Regions from separate parts of the Mus musculus genome. Here regions 2, 3, 4 and 5 are each linked to region 1. Evidence: chromatin contacts called from public ChIA-PET, Micro-C and promoter capture Hi-C data. All regions are on one chromosome and are shown on one strand. Each heading gives the region's core, a stretch centred on a gene start, on an enhancer-like site or on the middle of the called end of the contact. The rest is flanking DNA. Distances are from core to core; before and after follow the strand shown.

The links. A called contact is a pair of places that touch in the nucleus more often than the background predicts. ChIA-PET counts read pairs in DNA pulled down with a chosen protein or histone mark. Capture Hi-C pulls out chosen DNA fragments and counts their contacts.
Region 2: a contact with region 1 is called in a Micro-C map of embryonic stem cells, with 6 times the contacts expected there. The contact joins the promoter of Dpysl5 here to the promoter of Hadhb in region 1. A contact is called at or near these places in 3 of 39 promoter capture datasets (embryonic stem cells, frontonasal cranial neural crest and neural stem cells), 2 of 484 Hi-C or Micro-C datasets (both in embryonic stem cells) and 2 of 115 datasets of contacts at active chromatin or transcription factors (embryonic stem cells and extraembryonic endoderm stem cells).
Region 3: an RNA polymerase II ChIA-PET map of memory CD8 T cells shows a contact between it and region 1, with 15 read pairs. The contact joins the promoter of Agbl5 here to the promoter of Hadhb in region 1. A contact is called at or near these places in 4 of 39 promoter capture datasets (cranial neural crest, liver and pre-B cells) and 3 of 115 datasets of contacts at active chromatin or transcription factors (embryonic stem cells, memory CD8 T cells and pancreatic cancer cells).
Region 4: a contact with region 1 is called in a promoter capture Hi-C map of pancreatic islet. The contact joins the promoter of Mpv17 here to the promoter of Hadhb in region 1. A contact is called at or near these places in 2 of 39 promoter capture datasets (hippocampal neurons and pre-B cells) and 2 of 9 other capture datasets (liver and pancreatic islet).
Region 5: a promoter capture Hi-C map of adipose tissue shows a contact between it and region 1. The contact joins the promoter of Preb here to the promoter of Hadhb in region 1. A contact is called at or near these places in 1 of 39 promoter capture datasets (pre-B cells), 1 of 484 Hi-C or Micro-C datasets (erythroblasts), 1 of 115 datasets of contacts at active chromatin or transcription factors (bone marrow-derived macrophages) and 3 of 9 other capture datasets (adipose tissue, embryonic stem cells and pancreatic islet).

The regions. Positions count from the first base shown.
Region 1 is chr5:30,153,874-30,156,573 of GRCm38.p6, reverse strand. Hadhb (hydroxyacyl-CoA dehydrogenase trifunctional multienzyme complex subunit beta) reads right to left here and starts at 1,321. Exons shown (of 16, transcript NM_145558.2): 1 at 1,235-1,321. It overlaps Hadha (hydroxyacyl-CoA dehydrogenase trifunctional multienzyme complex subunit alpha), which reads left to right and starts at 1,594. Exons shown (of 20, transcript NM_178878.3): 1 at 1,594-1,692. The coding sequence starts at 1,626.
Region 2 is chr5:30,710,268-30,712,967 of GRCm38.p6, reverse strand. Dpysl5 (dihydropyrimidinase-like 5) reads right to left here and starts at 1,404. Exons shown (of 13, transcript NM_001356948.1): 1 at 966-1,404.
Region 3 is chr5:30,887,485-30,890,184 of GRCm38.p6, reverse strand. It overlaps Agbl5 (ATP/GTP binding protein-like 5), which reads right to left and starts at 1,251. Exons shown (of 16, transcript NM_001374737.1): 1 at 661-1,251; 2 at 1-65. The coding sequence starts at 19. Gm35795 (a long non-coding RNA gene) reads left to right here and starts at 1,230. Exons shown (of 2, transcript XR_376844.2): 1 at 1,230-1,338; 2 at 2,191-2,700. It overlaps n-TYgta9 (a tRNA gene), which reads right to left and starts at 2,102; the gene lies at 2,014-2,102. It overlaps n-TAagc15 (a tRNA gene), which reads right to left and starts at 1,670; the gene lies at 1,598-1,670.
Region 4 is chr5:31,152,948-31,155,647 of GRCm38.p6, reverse strand. It overlaps Mpv17 (MpV17 mitochondrial inner membrane protein), which reads left to right and starts at 1,397. Exons shown (of 8, transcript NM_008622.6): 1 at 1,397-1,457; 2 at 1,906-1,980. The coding sequence starts at 1,911.
Region 5 is chr5:30,958,972-30,961,671 of GRCm38.p6, reverse strand. Preb (prolactin regulatory element binding) reads left to right here and starts at 1,345. Exons shown (of 9, transcript NM_016703.3): 1 at 1,345-1,701; 2 at 2,260-2,449. The coding sequence starts at 1,567.

The DNA of each region.
Region 1 (2,700 bases), core at 72-2,571:
GCTAACTGTGAAGCCAGGGCCCATATGAACAAGATCTCTACCAGCTCTGGTTTTTACACCTTCAAAGAGTTGCAACGTGTATGTGTGTGAATGGTTCCGTTTTTGTCAGTTCCATCTCTAGTTTAGGAAAAATGATAAAAAGCTGCAGGCAACACAAAACAAGTATGTAACAGAGCACAGGGTGGGCTCACAAAACAAACTATTTTCTGTGTGGCTCTTTACAAAAAAAGGATATGAAATAGGTGTAGTGGAAGGCGTGGTATGGGAAAAGGGTTCCTTTTTTGCAATTTACTCCGAAGTGGTCATTTAGTACCAGCTTAAAGTGTTCTTGGTGGTGGAAGACTTAGTTTGACTAGAGCTTTAAAACAGGACGCTCCTTTCTTTCTAGAATCATTTTAGCCATTTCTTTCCTGTGTGGCAGAATAATCAATTAACTAGCAAGTGCCACTTCTGTTTGAATCCTGGCTTGCCACAGAGAAGGTATTATAATCTTTCTGAGCCTGTCAAGTCACCGAAAGTGCAAATGAAACGTGGGGTTTGTGCGTATTAAACAAAATGGTGCACACACCGGAAGCTGACTTTACTTTCTTTTGAAAACAATCAGTTTATTTCAGGGCTCATCTTTCCAGCACCAAAACAAACAACTCACACCCTGGCGCCCAGAAGAGCTGAACTCTCAATTAAAAGTAGACTTAGGTTCTAGACTAATTCTACCACCTGTGGCGCAGTCTCAGTCACTAGCTACGGCTACTTCACAGAAAAAAGAGTGAGGGGTGGCAGGTTTGCCCAGATGTTTGCTGGGTTAGAAAATGTCCGTGAACCCTGGATCACCAAGCAGACTGGAGGACTGTCTTGGCTGCTTTCACCCCCGAGACCCGCACTTAACGACGCGTTCTCAATCTCTACAGCCGCCAGACTGCCTAGACAGGTCAACAACAGGGGAAACGACACCGCTCTGACACAGCCCAGCGTTTCACACACACGCAATCCATTCGTAAACCTGAAGTGACAAATGCAGACAGAAGACACCGCTGCCGCGAGCTACGCGAGAACGCGACCACCGCCCGCCCTGAGGCGGTTCGCACTGGAGGCCTGGACCAGCCTGTCCCGCTCTTGGGACTTCGACCCTCACAGCAAAGGGAAGCGGCCGCGGGCATCGACGAGAAGAGTCGGGAGCAAAGTGGCACCTGCCTGTGGGGAAATCAGAAGAAAACCGAGAAGCGCGCTGCCGCACCTTAGAGTCCGCGAAAACTGCCGCTGCCAACAAGGTCAAGTCCAGACTGACAAACGTCCGCCCACGCCGAGGGGCGGCTCCCGCTCCGCAAGGACCCCCTCTCGCCCCGCCCGCCATCACCGCGGCATTTACGGGCTGCCCGCTGAACGCCTGAGCAGAAAGTCAGACACTCCGCCCTCTCCTCGGAGGTCCTTAGTCTCACCTTCAGAGAAATCATCCTTTCGGCTCGCTTAGTTGAGAGCAAGAGGTAGGGCGACAGGACGGGTGGCAACTCAGAGTCTGCGTTTTAGTAAGGCGGCACTTAGGACACCCTGCCGGACAGGCTCAGAAAAGAAAAGCCCTCGGCTCCATTGCCCCCCACTAGAAGAGCTTTCGTCCTCTTCTGCTCAAGATGGTGGCGTCCCGGGCGATTGGCAGTCTCAGTCGCTTCTCTGCCTTCAGGATCCTACGCTCCAGAGGTGAGCCTGGAGAGGGCTCGGGAGAGTCTCGGAGTGCCTTCAGGAACTGGGGCGGCGGGGAGCAGCGTTTGCCTCTCACTGTCTGCCTCCCACCCCTTTCCCGGGACCCGTGGAAATGGGGCTACTGTTCCGAGACCCTATTTCCTGTGTCCTTGTAAAGGAACTGTCACACCCTCTCTCGCCCTGCTCCGGCAGTGTCAGGCTCTCCCCTAACTTTCCTGAGTCTTTTCCACTTAGTCTGGCAGTTTGCGCAGGTCTCTGCTGTAGCCCTGAGCTCACGCCCCTCTTGTCTCCCTTAATGTTTGTCTTGGCCCTGACACCGCTAAGTTCGGAGGACTAAGTAAGACCTGTCACATTTTTGAGGCTCTACTACATGTTAGTCGCCATAAGAGATATCTATCAGCCTTCTCGGTGACATTGACTACTAGCCTTACAGATCAATGCCACTCCTTGATCTTTTCCGTCAAAACCATTTTTCCCCCCCAGAGAACTCAGCTCTCCCACTTCAGTAATCTTAGTTTGAATGTATAGAAGGTTGAAACTGGAGGTTCTCCGACTTAGGCAAAGAAATTTTGATGAGGAAAAAAATTTTTGATCACTTAGAAACTATTTCTAATCTCATTTCTGTCGATTCCCAGTCAGGCTCCAGGAACTGCATTCCTTTTCAAGCTGGCAGTGAAAGGGTTAAAGGGGTGTTGTTAGAAAACAGCCTTTTCCCAGACATCCCAAATCTGTAAGGGCAAATGTAACTTCATTGTGTATCATACTTGATACTAGTTACTTCCCAGACTTTAGTTTGTAACGTGAATTCACTTTAATTTTCCTCACAAAAAAAAAGGGATGCGTGTAGAATTTACTTCTCTTACCCTCCCCTGGCATTTAATTGATTGAATCTTTTTCTACTTTTTTAAAAACCTCCATAGATCGATTATGTGTAAATAGCCAAAATTGCTACCCACCAAAAAAAAAAAAAAAAAAAATTAAAAAAAAAAAAAAAGTGAAGTGGAC
Region 2 (2,700 bases), core at 155-2,654, 560 kb before region 1:
TCATGAGGAAGACCCATCCCCTGTACAGCCTCAGTCGCCTTCCCATGCCTGTCTACTCTCCCCAAACCCGGGAGGTCTCCACCCTCCCTTCATCTCCCCGCCCCTCTTCATTCTTCAGAGCAGCCTCGCCTCGCGCCACCTGCGCGAAGCTTCAGACCCGCCTCCCACCCAATTGTCAGCCCTTCCCAAACCACAGCCTCCTCCTCCAGATTCGATCACCTGTCCCCACCCATCTCCCCCTTTCTGCTCAAATCCAGGCCTCCACGCCCGTTTGTTCCAGCCATCTCCCCAGGCCCGGGGCATCGATATCCCTCACCCACCAAGATAGATGCTGCGTGGCAGACTAGGCGACATGGCTCCAGCGGAGGGACCTAGCGCCGCGCCGCCAGGGGCTGGGCAGATGCAAGAGGCCTTTGTGGTTTCGGCAGGTGCCTCTAGGGCCTCTGCTCTGCTCAGGGAACAGAGGATACAAACGATGGGGTTAGGACCACGTTAGGCAGATATCAGACCAGAGGCGCAGTTGGTGGGAACTAGGGACCGCGGCGATCCAGGGACGTACAAGAGGACAGGTCCGGCCACCACAGAAACACTCCCCTACACCCCACCTTTTAGCCATTTACTGCACGTCGACCAGCTACGGCTGCGCGACTACTGGGTGCTAGGCGTGAATCCCTTCAACTTAGCTGCCTCCTTATTCTAGCTATTTGTAAATCTTTCCAGCACACATTAATGCCTTAGGCGTCGCAAGTCACCAAGCCGAGTTCTGTGGGACTACAAAGACCCAGACTTGCGCCCCACCTTAGTCCGGATCTGCCTGAATCCTCAACATCTCTTTCATCGGCTGGAGGAGCCTAGGCGCAACCCAATTCCCTCCCTTTTGTGAGCCTCAGGGAGAAACTGAAAGAGGGGTGGATGTTGCAGCCCGGAAAGATCAAGCCCACCACCCTCCCCTTGCCATCACCCACTGCTCCAGGATGATGCGATTGTGCGGGTCCGTCGGTCGGTCTCTGGGTCTCGCCGCGGCGCGGTAGCTGCGGTTGCACGGGGCGGGAGCGGCTGCTAGCGCGCTCTCTCGGTGGCTGCCTTGCGCGCCTGGAGCGGAGTCCCGAGTGGCGAGCGGGGGTGGGGACGAGGGTGGGGGCGGGGAGCCGCCTGGGCCAATCACGGATCCGAGGGCTCCGCCCCAAGTGCTCGCCACCTCGAGCTAGCAGGTTAGGCGGAGGCGGGACCAGTAGCGCCCCGCGTCCTCCGCGTTGCCGCCGCCTTTGGGACTACAAATCCCGACAGTCCCTTTTGCAGGCCCCGGGTCCGAGAAGGGACAGAGGGCATGGCCCCAGGACCTCGACAACCCCCAGCCATCTAAGCGCCATTCTCAGCGTTCCTTTCTGGTCCCATGGTAACTAGCGACACTTCACAAAGCCCAGGCGCTGGGGCGGTATGGCTCGAGTCCCCTGGGAGGGTATAGGGCGTCTCCGGAGGACACATCGCCTCCCCTCCTCCTGCAAGACCCCACCCGAGGGGCTGAAACAATGCGGTGGCGGGGTCTCTCCGAGGCTGCGGGTTCCCAGTTGCGCCATCGGATTAGCGTCCTACCGAGTCTGAGACTGATGGGATTGCAGACTGTAGAGGGCGAGGTGGTCAGTACAGGAACACTGTTCTCATAGACCAAGGGAACGGCCACTCTGGGCGCCTCACTTCGCACCTTCTTTCTCTTGAGGTATTGAAGCCACCGTCTTTTCCAGAGCAGCGCTTGGACGTCGATGTCCAGCGCCCAGGTCCTATCCTATTTTTGACATCTCCTTTAAAAGAAAGTGTGTGTGTGTGTGTGTGTGTGTGTGTGTGTGTGTGTGTTTTAAACTCATTTCACATCAGCACCACCATCTTTATTTCCGGGTTGCTGTTGTTTTGACGGTTTTATTAGGTAGCCCCCTGCTAGCCTAGAATTTGAATTGAACCTCCTGCCTCTGCCTTCCGAATAGTGGGATTACAGATGTTCACCGCCACACCTTGTCCAGTTTCACCATTTTAGTACACAGTTGACTTAACCACAAACGATCCTGTAAATGGAGCGAGACAGTTCTTTTTCCTTAACTAATTTATGGCTCAGGCCTTTCCCTGAGCTCCGTGTTAGTCTGTCATTATTGTGACAGCTTAAATATAGCTTCAGAACTTGAATCTCTTCACTTGATGTCACCCCAATGGTGTTGCAAACCCGTGTGGAAATGCAGCATTAATACTGCCCCCGCCCCTGGATTCCTGGGGATCTACAACTGCTGTTGAAGAAGTTGGTTCTTTCCAGGGCTTCCCTCAGTTCCGGGGGTGGAGACGGGGGTGTGAGTCCCTTGGCTGCTTTCCTGAAGTGCTTTTCTCTAAGGCTATTTTCAAAGAAAATCGTACTTTATAACTTCGGGTGGAGGGAGCAGGATCCTCTGAATTTTAACAAAATGTACAGCCTGCACGTTAAGCTCCAGTCCTCCAAATGTGGGTCCCACTGGGTCATGTGCTCTGTGATCCACTCCTGGATGCGTTTAGGGCCACACAGGCGTGCCCCTAGGGGGTGCGGGGTTACTACATTTGGTCTCCAATTCTTTTTTTTTTTTTTTTTTTTTTTTTTTTTTTTTTTTTTTTTTGGCTTTTCGAGACAGGGTTTCTCTGTGTAGCTCTGGAACTCACTCTGTAGTCCAGGCTGGCCTCGAACTC
Region 3 (2,700 bases), core at 2-2,501, 730 kb before region 1:
CCCCACAGCGCAGCTCCATGGTGGGGCTGGGAAAGCATCCTCTTGCCCCACACAGGCCCTGAGAGCTGGGGGGAAAAAAAATCAAAGTTGGGATAGGGAGGAAGGGCAGAAAATGAAACAATGTGTTTGGTATGTCTGGATAAATGAGAAATGTCTTTTCTACTCTATGAAGCAAAACGCTCTTATTCATAGAAAACCTGGAAGTAGCCTTTCAGTAAGATCAAGAGAAAGCACAACTCTGTCCCTGGACACCCAAGGAGTATGAGCGACCTAAAAACACCCTATTTTACTACATCACCACCGTTCCCCAATCGAATGCTCACTAGCTTCCTTAGTTGAGTTGGAAAACGCTAGATTCTCAAGCTTTTTAACAACCTAAGAGGCAGAGACTCGAGGTCGGGTGGTTGCCACTGACTCTATGAGGGAGAGGCCATATTAAAATTTCCTATATTGGCTTTGTACTGGACAGCCCGGAGCAAGAAGAACCAAGTTTCTAAGTGTAAATGGTAGCTTCCTTTCTTTACCTCTTTTGTCTTCACAAGCACCGACTGTAATTATACTCGTTTCTCGGAGACCTTGAAGAGCGTTGCTACCACCCCCTTCCTCTACTACGCCTATTATGAAAACGTAGCCTATGCCCGGCCAAAGCCACTTGCTCACCTGCCCTGAACCTCAGTTCCAATTAGGGTCTGTTTCCATCCTCCCGCCCTGTAGACACGAGCCCGTGCAAAAGCTACCCTCGAAGGTGTGGGTAACGGGCGTCCTAAGCACCCCTAGGAAGGCTGGGCCAGTAGAGTCCCGCTTGGAAGCAGCAGGCAGCTCCTCGATTCGCGAGGACCCTCGCGCTGCCTGGCTTGTCCAGGGCAGGGTGGGGTTTGGAAGCGTGGGAGGGGTCGAGACAGGTACACTGGCGGACAGGAAGGCGGGTCCTAGGGGTCAGAGGTGAGGCCACAGGAGCAGAGGGAGTCAACCAAAGGCGGGGTCGGCGGGCCGGCCGCGGCAGGCCGGGGGGCGGGGTGGCATTCGACGGGGGCTCCGGCAGAGCGGGCTGAGAAGGGGGCGGGGCCTGCCGGCGGGGCCGCAGTCCACGCGAAGCCCCTCACCTCTCTCCGGGCCGCTGCTCCCGCTCCCTCTCCCGCTAGCGAGGCGGCACCTCGGGCCCCGGCACCCGGGCCCTCCACCCGGGACCCACACAAAACCAGAGAGCCGCGGTGCCGGGACCCCACTCTGCCAGGAAACAAGAAGTCTCTTGCCTATTGGCCGCAGCTGCAGCTGGCTACCCGCCCAGTAAAGCGCACTGCCATTGGTCGCCACGCAGGGTTCCGTGCACGTTGGCAGGTACCTGTGAGGGGGCCGTTTGGGGGCTTCCGCGGGCCACCGCCGTGTGCGGCTCACTAGGCGTCTTCTCTGTAGGCGGTTAACGGCCCGCCTCCCCGAGGCGGGAAAGACAGAGCAGTGAGCAGGAAACAGGAAAAGACTTACCTGTGAATAAGAAAATAGCATGTGAAGCCGATCTTTGTTTACCGTGCTCCTAGCTCTACTGTGTAACGAAACGTGGACACAACAGATCATGAGCCTGATGGTGTGTAAAAGGAAGTGGAGGATGCGGGCATCGATCCCGCTACCTCTCGCATGCTAAGCGAGCGCTCTACCATTTGAGCTAATCCCCCAGCTGTAGTGCTGTACCTTCCTGTAACCTTTACAAGGTTTCCTGAGACTCAGTTTTCTAATGTAGTTCACAATATAAAGTAGGATGGAGCCCTCAGCAAGATTTTGAAACAGAGCCATGTAATACATACATAAGCAATAAGGACTTTTCTTGAAGTACATGTCACTATAGCTTTAACACCTAATATGCGAACAAGGTACGTTGTACTTCGACTACTTAACTGCTATATGTACTCAAGGGGTTTTCAACGTAGCCAGGAAAATACACTGCCTATCCTCAAGTAAGCGTTTCCCCCACGGAGCAATTGACCTAGGGTGTAGGTAAACTAAAAGTAGTGCACGAAGTCCTTCGAGCCGGAATCGAACCAGCGACCTAAGGATTACCATATTGTACTGACTACAGTCCTCCGCTCTACCAACTGAGCTATCGAAGGCCCCGCTGCGTCGGGCTGCTGCAGTTTTCCCTCTAATGCTTACCAAGATTTTTTTTTTTTCCCTAATGTGTTTCTGCGTAAACTAAAGGATCCCGGGCCAGAAGAAAGGCGGGCTTGCAGGCTCGCACCCTGCGGCAGGAGCTCGCCGTGAGCCGGATTGAGGCTAAAGCTGGGGCGGCCTTCCTCTCGCTAAGCAGACATTAGTTTCGGTGTTTGGGACTACGAATGCTGCTTCTGCTCCAGGTTTCCTTTGGTTTTCGGCGTGATGAAAGTATATAAAGCATGTTGTTCTGATGATGCGAAAGACATTCGCTCCGTCAGCTGAAGTGTCGGGGTCCATTCACCGAGACCCAGGCCAGAAGGGAAGACCGAGCCACGGGAGCGAGGGACCCCTATGCCCTGGACGCTGGGATGCAGCGGCGGCCCGGACTCCTACTCTCCGAGCCCACTGGCTGGGTGCAGTCCCAGGTCCTGCCCTAGTCGCTTATAACCTCGCTTTTATGGTCGAGGTCTGGGAAAGGTTTCCGCCCCACCTGGGCTTCACTGCCAACCAAGTGTCTTCTCTGCCGTGATGGGTTGACCCCTTATCTGGCTCACG
Region 4 (2,700 bases), core at 148-2,647, 1.0 Mb before region 1:
TAGCTCAATGGAAGAGCATGGACTTAGTGTGTGTGCAAGATCCTGGGCTCACTTCCCTCCTGGTATCTTCTCCCCTCCAGAAACTCCCAGGTCAAACCTCACTAAGGGACTTTTATATTTCTCTAGTGGGAGAGAAGGGAGGATAGATAAATGATATTAAGCATTTTCTCGGTTTGGGGTGCTTTTCATATACCCCTGAGCTCCATGGGGTAGGTACTATTTTATGTAATGACAATTAGGTTCTGAGAGGTTAAGCAATCTGAATAAGGCTTGAATCCATATCGCTTAAAAACACCTTCCAATCTTGCACATTTGGACTCCCTTATTATGTCTACTAGTGAAATTCTTTTAGCATGTTCTGTACACAAGAATCTAATTCCCCTGAATTCTTACTCTCTCTAATAGAATCCATCCTTCATTAATCATACAGGAACTGACTAACTGAGCTGGGGGTGGACAGACATCAAATAAGTTGACCTTTTTCAAGGCTTGGAGACGTATACATCTTTACCTACCTCAGGAAGGGATTTGCAGGGAGTTGGGTGTTAAAACTAGAGGGAGATTAAGATTCCTAAAATGTTTTTTTTTTTTTAAATATAGTTTTATGCCTCTTTGCTTAACATGACTAGAAGCCGGGTGTGGTGGCGCACTCCTTTAATCCCAGCACTTGGGAGGCTAAGGCAGGTGGATTTCTGAGTTGGAGGCCAGCCTGGTCTACAGAGTGTGTTCCAAGACAGCCAGGGCTACACAGAGAAACCTTGTCTTGGAAAAACAACAAACAAAGCATGACTCTAGAAACCCATAAAGCAAAACAAACCCTCCATTGAGTTGCCTCTTGTACAGCCCTAGAATTCAAGGAGCCCTGATTGCAAGACAGGGTCATTTTACAAAATTCATGACCAAACTTAAGACAGCTAGCACGGGCGTTCTCAGGTTCTGCTAAGCCAGTGGTTCTGAAAGTTGACTGCTTGTCCAGAAAGATTTTTCAGACAAAACTTAAAAATTTGGTATAAAGAACAAGGAAAAAAAATAGAACAAGTCTGAGTTCTGCTCACTTGGGAGCTTGGGTATACCTGCACTACTTCAGCATTCAAGTTTCCAAACTGAGAAGGGCGTCTAGACCTGACTACCTCCGGGAGACTGACAGTCTGGCCTGATAGTCTGGGGAGAACGAGGGTGGGGGGTGGGGGCAGCCGAGTTACAGGGAAGCACAGACTGTCCTACACCGATGTTTGGTGCAGTCCACGAGAAGGGGGCTGCCCACTCCCCTTAAGTGGTCGGCTGAGCCGCCTCGCAAGGGGTATCAAAGGCCCCACCCACCTGCATTCCTCCTGGACTGCTTGTGTCCAAACAACAGCCCGGCCCGCAGGCAGACGGAAGAGGCGGTGCTCGATACGGAAGTCCCTGGACCAGCTTCGGTCACGTGAGAGAAGGTTCTGCGCAGAGCTGGCACTCAGGTGAGCGGAGGTTCTTGGCATTCAGAGACTTGAAGCACTGTGGGTTGAGAGTTCTTGCAGGTCATGTGACCTTACAGATCCAGGTCTTGGTTTATTTCTGGTGTGTAGTTACTCTTATAAAGGAGATTCCAACTGAATCTGGGGACCTATCGTGTTTACTTGGGGGATGGAACCCAGACTCTGGATGGAAGCCAGAGTAAGTCTAATTTCATGAGTGTCTTAATCAGGACTGGATGCCTTGCTTCAGGACCAGGACCAGGTTACTCAAAACTGCTTCCTTTCCAGATGAATAGTGACCACAAGGCAGGGGCACGGCCCAGTAAGCAAGCTTTCTGAGGCCTCTGTCACTTGCAGAGTTTGGAAGTAAGGAGAGTGAGCATAAGGAAATGGCAGGCATGTTCTTTACTGTGAGGGGCAATGGGAGTGACTTATCCTCTTGGTTTGACAGGGAGCATGGCACTCTGGCGAGCATACCAGAGAGCCCTGGCAGCACATCCGTGGAAAGTCCAGGTTCTGACAGCTGGTGAGTGTCACTCTGGGACCAGAGTATAATTAGAGCAGCTGATTTGAGGTGGAGGAGGAGGCCCATATCACGACACCACCTACCTCCTCCAGTTTAGCCCCCCCCCCCCGGAAGTGTTTCCCTTCTCCTGAACTATTATGTCTGTTTTGGAGGGTGAGCTGTTTCTGAGACCCATGCTGGAGGGGAGACGAAATAGAGACGTGGCTCAGAGGTTAACAGCGCATACTGCTCTGTAGAGGATTCTACACTATGTCATGTAGCTCAGAGCCACCTGTAGCACCAGCTCCAGAGAGCTCTGTCACCTCCAACCACTTGGGGCATCTGCACTCACTTGCACAAACACACACAGTTTAAAATGATAACAATAAATCTAAAAGAGAGAGATGCACAGTCTGTCGAGCAAGACTTAAAGTCCTCAAGAAATTAGGTGATAGTTTCTGTTTTTGTTTTTCAAGGCAGGACTTCTCTGTATGGTCCTGGCTGTCATGAAAATCTGTGTGCCAGGGTGGCCTTCAACTTAGAGATCCACCTGTCTCTCCTTCCTAAGTGCTGGGATTAAAGGGATGTGCCACCACTGCCTAGCCTAAGTAGTCCATTCTTAAAAAGCATTGCCCCCAAGAGACCCCACCTTGGGAAATTAAATGCTTTCCTCTTATACTTTATAGTGTGCTGAGCACATTGTCTCCATGCATAGGCGCCTCCAAAGGTCTGTTAGCAGGA
Region 5 (2,700 bases), core at 96-2,595, 810 kb before region 1:
TAGTCATTTTTCATTCACACAGTGAGAAGTTCTGCTTCTTAGGACATCTCTGAAACCAAATATGGAGTGTTTTCAGACACATCTCCAATTCTAAGACACCAACTAGGTATCTGTCCAACAATGGAACGAAATTTCTAACACCACCCACCCACAGGTGTTCACACTGGATAGATCCCATAAATCAAAGGGACTGATCCTAAAGGATCGTTTCCAGTGTCTCCAGCTTTGAGTCCTGACCATCTATCTGTACTTCTAAATAACAGGCTGGGAAGCAGAAGTCCCTGTGACTTCCTCTGTCAGTCTGGTAAGTTGTCAGAACAGCACACAGAGCTCACTTCCATCTTCCTTAGGATTTCTCTTCTAGCATAAAGAATAGAACTCAGAATTAGCAGAAGGGAAGAGATGTGTAGGGCAAGGTACATGGAGGATAAAGGGTGAAGAATGCAGTACTTCCTTGCCCTCTCTGGGCACACCATCCATCCATCCAGCACCTACATGAGACCACCAACCCAGGAGCTCATTGATCCCTATTGTCTAGGGTTGTTTTAAAAACAAATATTTCATCATATGGGCACATACTGGCCACTGGTGACTGAATTCAGTGTCAAGTTCCTCTCTCCTCCCTGAAGGCTAGTAAATGGGCCTAAAATTGGCTTCTTCTAATCACGTGGTTTGTTCAGCTGCATATGGGTCCAAAAGACACCATGGTAGTATAAATTCATGTATGGTTGACTGGGGCTCATTATGAATCGCAAAAGACATCAAATACTAAAATATAAACCATATTCAAATAATGGTCCTTACATCTCTATAATGTGAACATGTTCCAAAAACACTTAAATAGTAGGGTAACCAAATAGCCCGGTTTATCTGGGATTTTGTGGGTTTTTGTGCCTAGTCTCAAGTCTTGCCAGTCCCATGAGTTCGATGTTCCAGAAGTGGATGTCAAGCCATAAGAAAGAGTCCAATCAACCGCGGAGGATGCTCTCAAAGTGGGGACTGATTTCTTCATATTAGGATATTAGGAAGCAGTGAATCTGTTTTGGAGTGTCTGTCCTCCACACAACCCGGGAGAACCCATTTCCTCCCTGGAGTAACACACAAAGGCCCGGCTTGTACGAGTCTGCTGTGTATCTCTCCTGAAGTGGGGACTGTCCCAGTCCGAGAACTTTTTAATTCGATTTACTGATCTTCAGTAATCTCTTCTAGCCCCACCTCCCACGCCCCACACAAAGATGGCAGCTTCATCGTCATTCGGGGCTAGGACCCGGATCCGACGCCAGGGTTCCGTGACAGCGCGTCCCGCTAGTGCTGACGCGGATTGGCGTCTTGCGCTTGCGCAGAGAGAGCCCAGGAGCTCGGCGCGTGCGCACTGAACGCCTGCAAGACCCAGTCGGCCGCGCGGGCGCAGATCGGCTGCTTGCGGTGGTTTGAGTGGTGGCAAGTCCAGTGCTGAGAGGGGTCGGCAGTCTTCCGGAAAACTCTAGCGCCAAGTTCCTGAGCTTTCGGAGGCGAGGCGCGGCATGTCGTGGGTTCCGCGGGGTTGGCGGTGAACGTGCGGGCGGGATGGGTCGGCGCCGGGGTGTGGAGCTGTACCGGGCCCCGTTCCCGTTGTACGCGCTTCGGATAGACCCCAAGACTGGGCTGCTCATCGCTGCGGGCGGAGGAGGAGCTGCCAAGACCGGCATAAAGAATGGCGTGGTGAGAACGCAGGGCCACTGAGAACAGGTTATACCGTGGCCCAGGGAGATTCCAGGGTGGCCGGGGGATGCAGAGGTGAGCAGTACCCCTGATTTAGTCCCTACCCATTTCTAGCGGGAGCACCCAGGATTGCCGTTCGGGTGCTGGTTTCACCTGAGCAGAGTGGTTGAGACAGCCAAAATTAGACTGAAAGCTGTGCAGGTCTGCGAATCCAGGACTGTCCACGCCGGATTACGAGAGCTGGTCCAGGGCTCATACGCTGGCCTTTTCCAGGAAGGCACATTGTCTTGTCCATCTTCAAGCAGCTGGAGACGGAATTCTTTTCTTTCTGTAAACTGGACCTAGTAATCTAAACCCTGCTTGCTGTATGAATTAAGAAGCTCCAGTAAGAGAATACAGCTCTAAGCAACAGCAACAACAACCAAAGAAACAAAAAAACAAAAAAAAACAAAAAATAAGAGCTGGAGGTGCGGGAAGCAAAAGTACAACTGAGAGAGACTAGGATTTAATGTGACTTCCGGGCTGGCCTGACCTTTGCCCACTTTGGTTCCCTCACAGCATTTTCTGCAGCTAGAGCTGATCAACGGGTGCCTGAGCGCTTCCTTGCTGCACTCTCATGACACGGAGACACGGGCCACCATGAATTTGGCGCTTGCTGGTGACATTCTTGCTGCCGGACAGGATGCCCAGTGTCAGCTTCTTCGTTTCCAGGTCCATCAACAGAAGGGCAGTAAAGCGGAGAAGTCAGGTGAAGAGCTTTGGAAAAAGTCGCTCTAATTCTTGGTCTCCAAAAACGAGAGATTAGGTGTGGGGCAGTGGTCACATTGAAGTCTGTACTTGGGTCACTAGAGGACTGGTGTTAGTTAATACAGATGCTCAGGTCCATCTGAGGGAGGTGGTGCACAGCTGTAGTCTCAGAGCTTAGGAGTGGAGGCAAGAGGATATTTAAGGCTAGCCTGGGGTGCCTAGCAAATCCCTGTCTTAAAAAACAACAACAAA